2 separate regions of the Mus musculus genome follow, and region 2 is linked to region 1. The links are chromatin contacts, called in public Hi-C maps. All regions are on one chromosome and are shown on one strand. The core of a region is the stretch at or near the end of the contact, and the rest is flanking DNA. Distances in the headings are between cores, read along the strand shown. Region 1 overlaps Arhgef17 (Rho guanine nucleotide exchange factor (GEF) 17). Region 2 overlaps Pde2a (phosphodiesterase 2A, cGMP-stimulated).

The links. Hi-C and Micro-C count contacts between places; a contact is called where the count stands out from the background.
Region 2: a Hi-C map of stem cell-derived neural stem cells shows a contact between it and region 1, with 6 times the contacts expected there. The contact joins two enhancer-like sites. A contact is called at or near these places in 5 of 39 promoter capture datasets (the C10 cell line, hippocampal neurons, liver and 1 more), 5 of 484 Hi-C or Micro-C datasets (B cells, the Ba/F3 cell line, the G1E-ER4 cell line and 2 more), 2 of 115 datasets of contacts at active chromatin or transcription factors (SST interneurons and large pre-B cells) and 1 of 9 other capture datasets (embryonic stem cells).

What each region holds. Positions count from the first base shown.
Region 1 is chr7:100,908,942-100,915,393 of GRCm38.p6, forward strand. The region is part of intron 1 of Arhgef17 (Rho guanine nucleotide exchange factor (GEF) 17); the gene reads right to left. Among named protein-coding and RNA genes, the nearest start is that of Arhgef17, 20 kb to the right of the region's middle. Within about 2 kb of position 2,455, at least 84 of the 459 cell types and tissues checked have an H3K27ac peak or open chromatin away from gene starts, as enhancers often do. A contact at or near this core is called in stem cell-derived neural stem cells, where this site is marked.
Region 2 is chr7:101,499,605-101,506,056 of GRCm38.p6, forward strand. It overlaps Pde2a (phosphodiesterase 2A, cGMP-stimulated), which reads left to right. Exons shown (of 30, transcript NM_001143849.2): 6 at 784-843; 7 at 1,373-1,514; 8 at 2,006-2,058; 9 at 2,250-2,324; 10 at 2,410-2,451; 11 at 2,930-2,998; 12 at 3,208-3,338; 13 at 3,695-3,806; 14 at 4,220-4,259; 15 at 4,368-4,431; 16 at 4,774-4,846; 17 at 4,967-5,144; 18 at 5,353-5,465; 19 at 6,315-6,392. Among named protein-coding and RNA genes, the nearest start is that of Mir139, 27 kb to the left of the region's middle. Within about 2 kb of position 4,022, at least 37 of the 459 cell types and tissues checked have an H3K27ac peak or open chromatin away from gene starts, as enhancers often do. A contact at or near this core is called in stem cell-derived neural stem cells, where this site is marked.

The DNA.
Region 1 (6,452 bases), core at 1,205-3,704:
CAGACCCCACCACCAACACCCTTCTCTCTCTTTGTTTTGTGATTTGGGTTTTTTGGAGACAGGGTTTCTCTGTGTAGCCCTGTCCTATCCTGGAACTCACTTTCTAGACCAGTTCCCACAGAGTTCTGCTTGCCTCTGCCTTCCAAGTGTCAGGAAAAAGGTGTGCGCTGCCAGCTGCCACCACTCAGCGGGCGCCATTCCTTTCTGCTGGACGAATGGTATTACTTCCCAGCACAGAATGTCTCAGGACCTCAGGGGTTTTTTGTTTGTTTGCTTGTTTGTTTTTTTGTTTGTTTGTTTTAAAGAGACAGGGTTTCTCTGTGTAGCCCTGGCTGTCCTGGAGCTAGCTCTGTTGACCAGGCTGGCCTCGAACTCAGAGCTCTGCCTGCCTCAGCCTCCTGGGAATTAAGGCGTGTACCACCATAGTCCGGTAGGGCCTCAGGGTTTTAGGGTCTCTTCACTTGGCCAGAAGTACCCACGTAGCTGGGATATACTGTGACCTCACCTTACTCCGACCGTGCCCTCCAGGGTATACTGTTACCAAGTGGTTACATCAACCCTAGTGTGTCGGGCTCAACCCAGACCTGACAGAAGTTTCTGTCATCACACCAGGCCAGTTTGCTCTGCTTCCTTCCCAGTGGGGGCTCAAGGGCCACCACTAGGCCTGGGCCACACTGGCAGATGTGATTTCTGCTGACCACCAGCAGCTTGTGCTTCTAGGCTCTTCTGTGCTTTCCCCATCAATTAGTGAGCAGCCCTAGAGCTGAACAGAGAAGCTCCCAGAAGATGCTCATCTGAGGTCAGCCAGTGTCAGCCAGTGGGGTGGCTTCACGTCCCAGGACCAAAGTCCACCCTAGGAAGGCATCCTGACGGCTCAGAGGACCACTCCTGAAGCTTTGGCTTTGAGTCTTCAGAGTCTCCAGACTTGTAGCTGTCAACAGAAAGTGGCAGTGCTGTCTACTCGGTACCATGGAGTATGCAGAACAGCGCAGCACTAAGTCTCCTAAGACTCCATATCAACTCAGTGACAACACTGAGACTCAGCGCAAGTCGTGACTTGCTGGGTTCTCAAGACTAGGCAGTGGGCTGGACCCGAATCCTCCTGCAGCCACTGACCACTAAGTGGCTGGGACTTTGGATAAATCACTTAACTTTACAGAGCCCAAGGACAGGAAGACAGCAAAGATCTAAAAATAGCAGGTCTATCTGTGGAGGGATTCCACTCTCTGCTGACTAAGCACCTCCCAGGTGTTGGCTTTAACCTCAAAATAATCTCCTGGGTGGGCCCTATTATTACCTTGTGTCACTGGCGACCCAAGCAAGATCTGCCAAGCAGGCAGGACTCCACCCCAGGGGACCCTGGGTAGAAAAGTTGGGACAGTTTACATCTGTCTAGAGTGCCAGGAGGAGGGCTTCTTCCAGCCAGGGGTTAGCCTGAGAGTGTCAGCCTGGGCTCTCCGCACATGGACTCTACCTACACAGCCCGCGTCAACTCCAGCTACAGGGAAGGGAGGGCTCCTGAGTCATGGGCCCTTAGGAAGACCTCTGAAAAGTTACAGAGAAGGAGTCCACTGTATTATCAAATGAAAGCATAGGGCACTCCTATCGACAAACTGTATTGCCTCAATGTCATCTAAAAATAAAGATAGAGAAAGAGATAAAGACAGAGAGAAAAGGGACACACCTGGAAGAAGCCACCAGAATGTCAACGGTAGGCGGGGCCTAGGGCATGGGAACAGGACAGAATAATACACAGCCAGGGACACTCTTGATGGCTGACTGACTCAGAAGACCAACCTGTACCTCGATTTTTCTCATCTATAATGCAGGGATTAGAAAGCACTTATTTCGCACAGTACCAGGAGTCAAGACGCCACTCAACAAATACTGGCTGTTATAAATAAGGCTGAATCGTTACATCAGGAAGAAGGCTCTAAGAGACTCTTGAAAGGCAGATGTCTAAGAACGACCAGTTTAGCCTCCTCCAAAATAGTCCCTGGCAGTCCTTGCTTGCACATCCCACAGAACTGAAGGGCTCAGTCACTCCCTCCACTGGTACTCTGGGAACAGCTTACCCTATGGAGGAAGGGCCAACATGTGCTGGACCCTCTAATGTCTGGGTACCAGCTCAGACTACCAAGGCCAATAGAATGGCTGGGATGTTGGGAGGATCTTCCCCCACCTACCATTCCAAAATGTTTGGTCTAGGGTTTTTCTATGGGGGTGATTCTCTAAGTAAGGTTGGAGGCTTTCTCTGTGGCTCTCAAGGCCCCTGCCTAGATGGTCACCTCTGTCCATCCCACTCTGTGCCTCAACAGACAACTATCTGCTGGCAGTCCTAACGGCCTTTCCCATTTTCTTGTTTGGAAAACAAACGAGAAACCAGCTGGGCCTGACCTCCTCCCCAGCCTTCTCCTGACTCCCTAGTCCCTAGGGGTGGGAGGCCCTTCTGCCTCCTCCCTGGACAAGGGCCTTGTGGAAAACCCCAGAGGAGAGGCCTTGTGAGCTGGTTGTTGCCATGGCAATGGCAGCCCTGGAATTTGACCACTGGGGCCCTGGAGTGGGGGTGGGGAGTTGGTATAGGCCATGCTGGGGGCAGGGAGGAAGGTCCAGAAGCCCAGAAGCAGGAGATGGCAATCCAAGGCCCCTCCATGGCCTCAGTATCCCCATTATAAAGGGAGTGAGGAATGGCTCCCAGGATCTCTCTTCTCTGTTCTGATGGATGGGGGAGACAGCCAGGGAGAGGCCAACTGTGCTCTTTGATAGATAACTAGGACTCCAAGGGACAAGGACTCACTAGAAATCAAAAGCCAAGTCCACAGCAGTGGCGGAGTTAGTTAGCTTCTGAGATGTGACCTCTCCACACTCTGGCATCTCTGTGTCTCTGGAGAGGATGAGGGTGCCTGCTCAGGGTGGTGACGGCTGGACTAAGAGCTCTCCTGAGACAGAGTATAATGTGTCTGCTCATGGTAACCCTTGCCGTTCCTGGATCTGGAGGGCGGGCAGAGGGCCTGCCCCTCCCGGCTTGCTGTGCCAGGCTGCAGTGGGTATTTTTAAACAGGCGCCCGCCCCTTGGCCTTCCCACCTGCCCACTCCAGGAACACAATGAGCTCGGCTGCCAGCCTTCCGTGTACTTCCGACAAGTTCCAGCAAGCCACCCTCTGCATCCCATCTCCTCCCTCCCCATCAGCCCAGCAGTCAGGATGCTATCCAGGGTCCCCTCCAGCTACAATGCTGGAGGCTCAGAGAGGTGGCGGAACTTCTGCAGAGTCACACAGCACAGATGGATTTGGAATGCTGTAACGCCAACTTGTGCCCTCACTTCCAAATGCCACCGAATTCTTCTGGTGCCACTCCAGCTCCTTCATCCTTTCTGTCCCTGACCCTCAAAAGTCACAGCCTCACTCCCCCACAGACCTTCACAGCCCCTTTCAGGAAGATAACACAACTATGACTCCTCAGCTCAAAATACCAGCCACAGGAGGAAGCAAACAGAGTTGGTGCCGTATCTCCCACTGCACAGCAGGATAAACTCCATGTGGATCCAACACTGAGATGTAAAACAAAAACCATAAGGCATCAGAGGGGTGGGAGACTGTCTAACCAGGGCTCCAAGGCCAACAGTCGGAAAACAATGGCTTGATAAATTAGACCACGTTTAAAAACAACAACAAAAACCTCTCTGGGCCAACAAGATGGCCCCGTGGGTAACGTTGGTTACGGCAAAAGCCTGCCGATCTCCAGAACCGACTCAAAGAAGACAAAAGGAAACCAATGCTACAAAATCCCTCTGCCCTCCACACGCACATCGACCAAAACTAAAAACAAGGCCTTCTGCAGAACAAAAATAGACCCCATTCAAAGACAAAAGCCAGGTGAGAAATCAGGGAAAGACACTTGCAAATCATAACTCAGTCAAAGAGCGAAATCCTCCTTCCCAGAGGTTAAACGCTTCCTAGAAATGGCTACACTGGGCACCAACAATCAACCGAGAGAGACACACGGGCAGGGGAAAAGTATGGGACAAACGTGAGTTAGGACAGTGTGACGGTGGCGGCACGGGCACCTATGACGTCATGGGTACTGGTAATTGTCCAAAAGTCAGATTTGTAAGGCCATGCCTTCACATCGCTAGAGGTACAAGCATGTAGAAACATCAAAATGCAAGTCACAAACACACGATGTCTTAGCCATCTCATGCCCCAAGGGACTCCACTCCCACAGTGAAATCATGCAGTACAACTCCTGTGCTGAAGCGTTGTTTAAACAGCAAAAGACCTGAAAATACTCTGTGGTTTCAATATTACTATTATTATTACTGTGTTGTTGTTGTTGTTGTTTTACACTGTGTGTGTGTGTGTGTGTGTGTGTGTGTGTGTGTTGTGTATATGCTTGCTCAGAGGGTAACTTGCAATTCTCCTACTACGTGCCTCCTAGAGACTGGACTGAGGTCACTAGACTTGTCAGCAAGCGCCTTTACCCACTGAGGTCAGCCTTATTTAGCTTTAGCTTTTGTTTTTGTTTTGGGGCAGTGTTTTATGATGTAGCCCAGGCTGGCCTCAACTTTTAAGACGATGCTGGTGCCTCAGCCTCCTGAGCGCAGGAATCGCAGGTACGACGCACCACATGCAGCTACATGTCCCACCGTAAAGACACTATGCAGTACAAAAAGTATATGGAAGGCTGCTGTGAGTGGCCTCTTCCTTCCTCCCTCTGGGCAGGGACTGTTGGGTCTGCTCGGTTAGATCCAGTCCAATGGATCTCTGCCCTGGCTCAGACCACTTCCTGACATCCCTGGCACTGAGCTGTGCCTCTCATCTATACACAGAACCAGGTCCCGAGGTGGCTGCCACCTAGCACCGATGTGATCCAGGCCAGTTCTCTGAGCCCTAAGAGCACAGCCTCTGTCTTTGGTGTCTCTAACACGTCCAGTCTCTCAGGTGACAACTCTCCAGGAAGCCCAACTGCTCACTCGGCAGACCAAGGCCTGGCTTTGCCCCTTCCTCAGAGACAGGTAGAACACTTCTTTAGGCCAAAGGGCCATCCTCATCTCTTTGAGGGCTGAGCTTCCCTGGCTGGTGCTTGGAAATGAGTCCTCATTCTGCACGAAGGCTTTGGAGTCGGAATTTACAGGGTCATGCTGGCAATTACACCCACATCTGGGTCCGGGGTCAGCTATCCTGATAGGAATGGGTAGCTACACTGGGGCGTGGGGGTGTCTACCAGTGAGAATTAGGCACAGTACCAAGGCCACATCCCTGCTCTGTACCCGATCTGAGCCCTTTTCCTAGGAACAGCTGCATCAGGGACTTCAAAGCTTTCCACCAGGAACTCAGCTAGCTCATCCTTCTACCAAACTGCACTAAGCCACTGTCACTACCCCATCTCAAAGCACGCCCCTCTCCATCCCTGTGGTCCTTCCTCAGGCAGGGCAGGTCACCACTCTCCATCCCTTCCAACTTGCCTTATGGCTCACCACTGATCTCCAGACCAGCCGCCAGACGTTATCACATTTAGCTCTCAGAGCAACCCTGTAATAGGTGCCGTCATTATCCACATTTTATATGTACCTACGCCATGTGTTGAACCACAGTGAGGTTAAGCGCTCATGGTCACACAGTGAAGATGAACAGGATTTGAAAAAGAAGGAAGCTGTGTGTCTTTTTTTCAGACAGGGTCTCTAGAGCCCAGACTGGCCTTGAACTTCCCATTATTGGCTAAAATGACCTTGAATTCCTGATCCTTCGGTTTCCACCTTCAGAGTCCTGGGATTACAAGAACAAGTCACTACACCCCAGTGCCATCCAGTGTTCTTAGAGAAGTGGGGGTCTGGTTGTGCAGGAGCCAGGTAGGCTGGTATGCACCACGGCACAGCCATGCCCTGAAGGGCCACATGCTTGCCAGCCCCAGGCTTGTTCCTAGAAACCTTCATTGATACACTCAACTCTGACAAAGTCCTTCCAGATTCTCACCTAAATCACCTCAGAGAGAGAAGCCAAGATTCCTACGGCTTCTAAGAATGTGTCACTCACTGCTCACCCCGACCTGTAGTACTAAAGCGGCTGCCTGCTCCGAAAGTGTGGCCTGCTACCAACTCCTGCCTCCTGCAAAGTCCTTCTTTGCAGGTGGCAGTAGAAGGCAGGCAGACTTTTATCACTCGCACAGGCTGTCCTCCTGACCAAGATAGTTCAGGCTAGCTCTAGAGGGCCTGAGCAGGGGGTATGACCAAGGATAAGCGAAGCAGTCTGCCAGGCTCCTCTGGAGACCTAGTCCCGCAGCACCTGGCTGGCTGAACCCGAGCTCAGGTCGGCTTTGCTCTCTATACCCCAACCAGGGATTCCCTCTGCCCTAACGAGCATTTTCCCCCATTGGGCCTAAGGCAGTTCTGGGGCACTGTATGGGGAGGGGTGGTCCAGGCAGTAAGACACCCCCCCCCCGTCCTCTCACAACTA
Region 2 (6,452 bases), core at 2,772-5,271, 590 kb after region 1:
TTTCCCTCTTAAACACCCAAGAGTGCTAGAGGAAGAGCATGAAAGATGGCTGAAGTGAGCCCTGGTGACTAACTAGCACAGGGACACAGGACAGGGGAGGATAACCGCGTGGTAAGAATGAATCTAGAGAGTCAACATGGAAGCGGGAAGGGGAGGGGTGGATAGAGATGTCCTAACGCTGCTACTTTCTGCTTGATGATTTTCGGAAGGTCCCCCACCTCTGGCCTCCCTGGCTCATCTGTAAGGGGAAGATTGCATCTCCCCATGGTGAGAACCATGTGTAAGGCAAAAAGCACTCCCTCCCTCAGCCCATTCATCTGTGCACAGCTTCCTGGCAGGTGTCAGTCATGCCTGGGCTCCCTTCTTTAACCCCAGATGTAAGGGCAACTCAAACCCCACTCAGAACGGATGGAGCTGGAGGCTAAAGCCAATTCCACAAATCCTCTAATCAGGGCCTGAAGCGCTCCGTGTGTGGACGATGGAGAAGGGTCTGAGGTCCGCCTTCCTGACTCTGTATACCTGGACTGGGCTGTCTGTGGCACAGTTTGCTCCAGGAACGGAACAGTAAGCGTGGAAAGTGATGGGACAGACAGGAAAGTTCCACTCTTATCACCTGCCCTGGACGTCTTCCTTGGGAAAGTCACCTTCAGAGCTAGCTGCCTGGCTTACATGGAGGTCATAGACTGTATTGGTGGCAACTGGTGTTGAGCTGGCCACGGGAGGACATGCAAGTGAAGACAGACTGGGGAAGGTCACATCTGGTCGCTTCTCCCTTCTCTCCAGGTGCACTGTGGCCAGCTGAGTGACAGTGAGGAACAGAGCTTGCAGGTGGTAGAGAAGCACGTGAGTCGGGTAGGATCGTGGTAACACAGGGGCTGCTGAGGATCCTTACCAGAGCTTGTAGGAAAGACGATCTGGCCAGAGAGCTGGACAGGCCTGGCTTCTGGTTCCAGCGTGACCACCTTGAGCAAGCAGTTTCACAACTGAAGATGGGGTAACATAGCGCTAACTTAGCTGGGTTAGTGATGAGTCAAAGACCCTGTGTATAACTGAGGCTCTTTTCTGCCTAATGTTTCAGGAGTCTGTGATCTTAATCAGGGTGGTGTTAGACAGGAAATCTGATCCTCTTTTGAAGAGTCTGCGAGCGGGGGTCCGGGGGCAGCTATACTTAGCCGTGGAAGAAGCGAGGCTCTAAGGACAGTGGGAGCTCCTAGGAAGTGGAGGGACCAGCGGGTTGAATTGTTTGGAACCAGAACAGGGATAGGCAATGAACATTATGGGGGACCCAAGAGGGATTTGTTTGAGCTAAGGAGGGGAGTCAGGTAGTGACACTGAACGGCAAGGTCATGCTGACCACTCGGCCGTCCCCTAGGCTCTGGTAGCCCTGCGGAGGGTGCAGGCCCTGCAGCAGCGCAGGCCTGAAGCTGTTCAGAACACGTCAGTGGATGCCTCTGAAGATCAAAAGGATGAGAAGGGGTACACCGACCATGACCGAAAGATCCTGCAACTGTGTGGTGAGGGCCAAACTCGGGCAGGTCTATAGGATAGGGTCGATCCTGGAGGGGCAGGGCCAGGTCTCTGGAGTGGGCGGGACCTGAGAGGTGAGTTATAACACAAGGCAGAACCCAGATAACACTTGGAAAGCATGTGGGTGTTCTGGGTGGTCTTGTGGAGCCTGAGGCGAGGTAGGGGCGGAGCCTGAGAGTCAGGGGTGGAGCCTTAAGCAAGGCAGGGGTGGAGCCTGAGGAGAAGCAGGGGTGGAGCCTGAGGAGAGGCAGGGGTGGAGCCTGAGGAGAGATGGGGCGGAGCCTGAGGAGAGACAGGGGCGGAGCCTGAGGAGAGACAGGGGCGGTGCCTGAGGAGAGGCAGGGGTGGAGCCTGAGGAGAGACAGGGGTGGAGCCTGAGGAGAGACAGGGGCGGAGCCTGAGGAGAGGCAGGGGTGGAGCCTGGAAGCAGCCCCCAGGCAAGGCAGAGCCCTCTCTGATTTCAGCCTTGTTCTTGCAGGGGAACTCTTTGACTTGGATGCTACTTCTCTGCAGCTCAAAGTCCTTCAATATGTGAGTCCCTGAGCATCTATCTCCTCTTCCACCCTCTCTCTCTCCAAAGACCAACAGACCCTTGACCCCATCACCTCTGTTCAGATTGGGACACCCCACCCTCTCTTCTCTTCTACAATCCTGAAAAACCCAGAGAGGCTAGCGGGTGTTCCAGCCCCGCCCTCAGCCTGGCTCTGTCTGTCCCCCTGCAGCTGCAGCAGGAGACACAGGCCACTCACTGCTGCCTCCTGCTGGTGTCGGAGGACAATCTACAGCTTTCCTGCAAGGTGAGGGTTCAAGTCCACGGTGAGGCGGGGCAACCCGTGTCTGCCTTTCCTCCCATAAACCTGTCTCCATTCCTGGGTCCCACAGGTCATTGGAGACAAAGTGCTGGGAGAAGAGGTCAGCTTTCCAGTGAGTTCCATCTCCATCCTCAGCATTGGAGCCTGCAGGGACCAGGAAGGCCTAGCAACTGGGGCCACCTAGATGTCTTGGTGGGAGCAGTCCAGGTCGTGAGAGCTACTTAGAAGAATTACGAAGGAGCCCTGTCTCTCATGATCAGACTCTAGTAGAAGCAAGCTCGTAGAGGAAGCCTTAGATGAGACAGGCTTGAGTGTTTCTAGACACGAACCTGTTAGAATCTCTTGAGATCAGTGAGACTCTTTGGGGTCTGCTTATCACTCTCTAGTTAGGGAAAACCCTCAAGTTCACTATTGATTACCAAGTCGTCCCTCTCCAACCCCCCCCCCCCACTTCTCTCCTCTGCTTCTCAGCATCAGCTCCATCCATTCCTGAACTGTTCAAAGGGTTTGTTGAAACTTCCAGACTTGGAAGGCAAGGATGGGTTGACCCAGGGAGAGCTGGGCCAACGGGGTCTCTCTTCACTTTCCAGTTGACCATGGGACGTCTGGGGCAGGTGGTGGAAGACAAGCAGTGTATCCAGTTGAAGGACCTAACCTCTGTAAGCCATGGCCATGCTGAGCCAAGGGAGAGGGAGGGGGAAACCCTTTGCTCAAGCCCCAGTGTCTTTGGAATGGGGTAGCCTAGAGATGGGGAGACAAGACCCAGACTTGGTGACACCCTGTCCTCGTGCCATAACGGGCTTCGGAGTGTGGTGAGAGCTAGGGAAGAGGCACACTGCCCCTCCTCACTGTTCCTTCATCTCTGCAGGACGATGTGCAACAGCTGCAAAACATGTTGGGTTGTGAGCTGCAGGCTATGCTGTGTGTCCCTGTCATCAGCCGAGCCACTGACCAGGTGGTGGCCCTGGCTTGCGCCTTCAACAAGCTTGGAGGAGATTTGTGAGTTTGAGAGTGGGGGTGTCATGGCACTATGGCAATAGCCCCAGGTTCTAGGGGGTCTGAAGTGGGAGGATCACGGGAGCCTAGAAGTTCCAGGCCAGCCTGAGCAACATGTACATAAGCCTGCCTCAAATAAACAGTGGCCTGAGGAGGAACCCACATTTTGGTCTGAGGGCAGTCAGAGCTTTCCCTAGAGCTCTGTGCCTGAAGGGGGAGAAGGCATGGTGTGTAGTCCCAGTGTGAAGAGTTTCATTAGCTGGCAGATAGGAGCTTCCTGGTAGCATGCAGGAAAGGAGAAAGGGGCCGAGAAGGCCATCTTCCCTGTCCTCTCTGCTGACCCCCAGCCCGACTTCCAGCTTCACAGATGAGGATGAACACGTGATCCAACACTGCTTCCACTACACAGGCACGGTGCTCACCAGCACCTTGGCCTTCCAGAAGGAGCAGAAGCTCAAGTGTGAGTGCCAGGTGAGTGCCTGCCTTGAGCTTTTCCCAAGAACCTGCGCGCGCCAGCCCCAGAAGGCTATCCACGAGGGTGATGCTGCCTGGGTTATCTAGGCCAGTGGCAGCACTGTGGCTGGGTAACCTAGTGACCTGGAAGTCCCTTAAAGAGAGAGAGGTCAGTATTTCCCTGGGCTCTAGGCATTGTCTGTGATTGCCCTCTAGTGTCTAACACGGGCACTACCACAACATCTGGGCAGCCAGAGGCAAAGGTGGCAGCCGTTTGAGACCCAAGAACTTCACTATTCTTCCCCAGCTCCTTCACTTAGTACCCAAAGGGTTTCATTAGGCACGTCAGTTGCCAGCCTGCTCTAGGAGCACTTGGGAAGGGATGAGAACATCCCGGGCCATCTTTACGATCTTCACTTCCTCCTTCCCAGGCTCTTCTCCAAGTGGCAAAGAACCTCTTCACCCACCTGGGTGAGTGATGTGTCTCCCACACAAGGCGTTTGGGGAGGAGGAGATGTGGAAGAGATGCTTGCCTGGCATTCCTCAGGTCTCACGTGCTTCTCCTTCCCCCTCCTCCAGATGATGTCTCTGTCCTGCTACAGGAGATCATCACGGAAGCCAGAAACCTCAGCAACGCAGAGATGTGAGCAGAAGTGGGGTGGTGCGGGAGGGGAAGTCTCAGCCCTCACCGCCTCTGCCCCCTCCCTACCTTCTTATCTGACATTTCCTTCTGCCTGGGCCCTTGTTTCAGCCAGGACAGCGCTAACTTTGCTTGCCATGGGTTTCTATGAAACCTAGTAGGAATTTAAAACAATACAATACAAAACAAATAAAAGGCAGATGGAGAGATGTTTGGAATTGTCCAGCTCCGAGGAGAGTGTCTCACTTTAGGACACTTTCCAGGGTCTCAGTAATCGCTACACTAGCCATATGTGGTGGTTCGAGAGGCGTCAGAACCCCACGAACCAACCTCTTCTCTCCACAGCTGCTCGGTGTTCCTGCTGGATCAGAACGAGCTGGTGGCCAAGGTGTTCGATGGTGGCGTTGTGGACGATGAGGTGAGGGAGTATGGAGGGTGTCCGGGAGTAAGCAAGAGGACCTGGGGGAAAAGCCACATTTGAAAAGTGTCTATACGGCAGGCTAACTTCTTGCTTTCTATTCCATCCCTGTTTGGGCAGAGTTATGAGATCCGCATCCCGGCGGACCAAGGCATCGCGGGCCACGTGGCGACTACGGGCCAGATCCTGAACATCCCAGATGCATATGCCCATCCGCTTTTCTATCGCGGCGTAGATGACAGCACTGGCTTCCGCACGCGCAACATTCTCTGCTTCCCTATCAAGAACGAGAACCAGGGTGCCGACTCGTGGTGGCCAGGGGCGGGGCCTGAAGGGGCTGTACGGGGGTGGAGCCGGGGCGGGGACTAGGGGAAAGTGGTTCTAGGGTCGGAACCTAAAGAGCCAGGGATTGTCTAGTCTTGAGCCATTTCTTCCAGAGGAGTTAGGAGAAGGCAGGTCTCACTGGACCCCTTCACCAGCGATTCCCATTTTCTCTCTCTTCCCAGAGGTCATTGGTGTGGCTGAGCTAGTGAACAAGATCAATGGGCCATGGTTCAGCAAGTTTGATGAGGACCTGGCCACAGCCTTCTCCATCTACTGTGGCATCAGCATCGCCCACGTGAGGGAGCGCTACTGGGGCGGGGAGGGTGTCCTTCTTCTATCCCCCACATCTGCTTTCTTCGCTCTGGCCTGTCTATGCTCAGGGCTCCGATCCCAGCGAGCGGGATGCTATGCAGCCCGCCATACATGCTGGCTGCCTCTAGTCGTTCAGCATGCAAAGCTGGGGATACTATTTCTGGTCCTGTCCAACCAGCTTCTGAGGATCATGAAAGAGAAAGGAAAAGAAACAAAACAAATCAAAACCCCACCTAGTTCTGCTGGGCTAGATGGGTATATATATGGTAGTACGTGATAGTATGGGCCTATAACCTTAGGATTTGAGAGGGAGTAGCAGGAGGGTGGAGTTCAAAACCTTGGCTACCTAGCAAGTTGGAGGCCAGCCTGAGCTACATGAGAGACACTGTCTAAACAAACAAAAACCCTAACACACACATAGAAAACCCTCTTGGTAAGATTCCCTACCCACCCCAGCAACTCCAATCTACTAGTCCGTATCTTTGTAGCAAACGTTGGATCTTTCTCTCCATACTTTTGGCATCTCTAGCCTGAAAATCCAACCTAAGTACCCGAGTTAATCCCTGCTTTCTGATCTTCTCCTCCAAGGGCTACCAAGTTCAGGGGACAAAGTGCCTCAGGTGTTAAGAAACTGGGGAAGGCCAGTAAGAGAGCTGGGATTAGCATCGGGGTGGGGCCTGAACACTGGGCTATTGCTAATGGCTTATACTGGGCCCCCAACGGGAGAGGAAGGAGAACTTCTGCAGCCTGACCCGTTTGTACCAGTTCCAGGCATTCTGAGGATGTCACAGCCTTCAGCTCCAGCCCCATCTTTTCCATTTTCTCTCCTCAGTCTCTCCTATACAAAAAGGTGAATGAAGCCCAATACCGCAGCCACCTGGCCAATGAGATGATGATGTATCATATGAAGGTGAGGCTTGCTTGGAGCTTCTGTACATCTTAGGGTCTGGGAGCACCTGCTCCACATGTC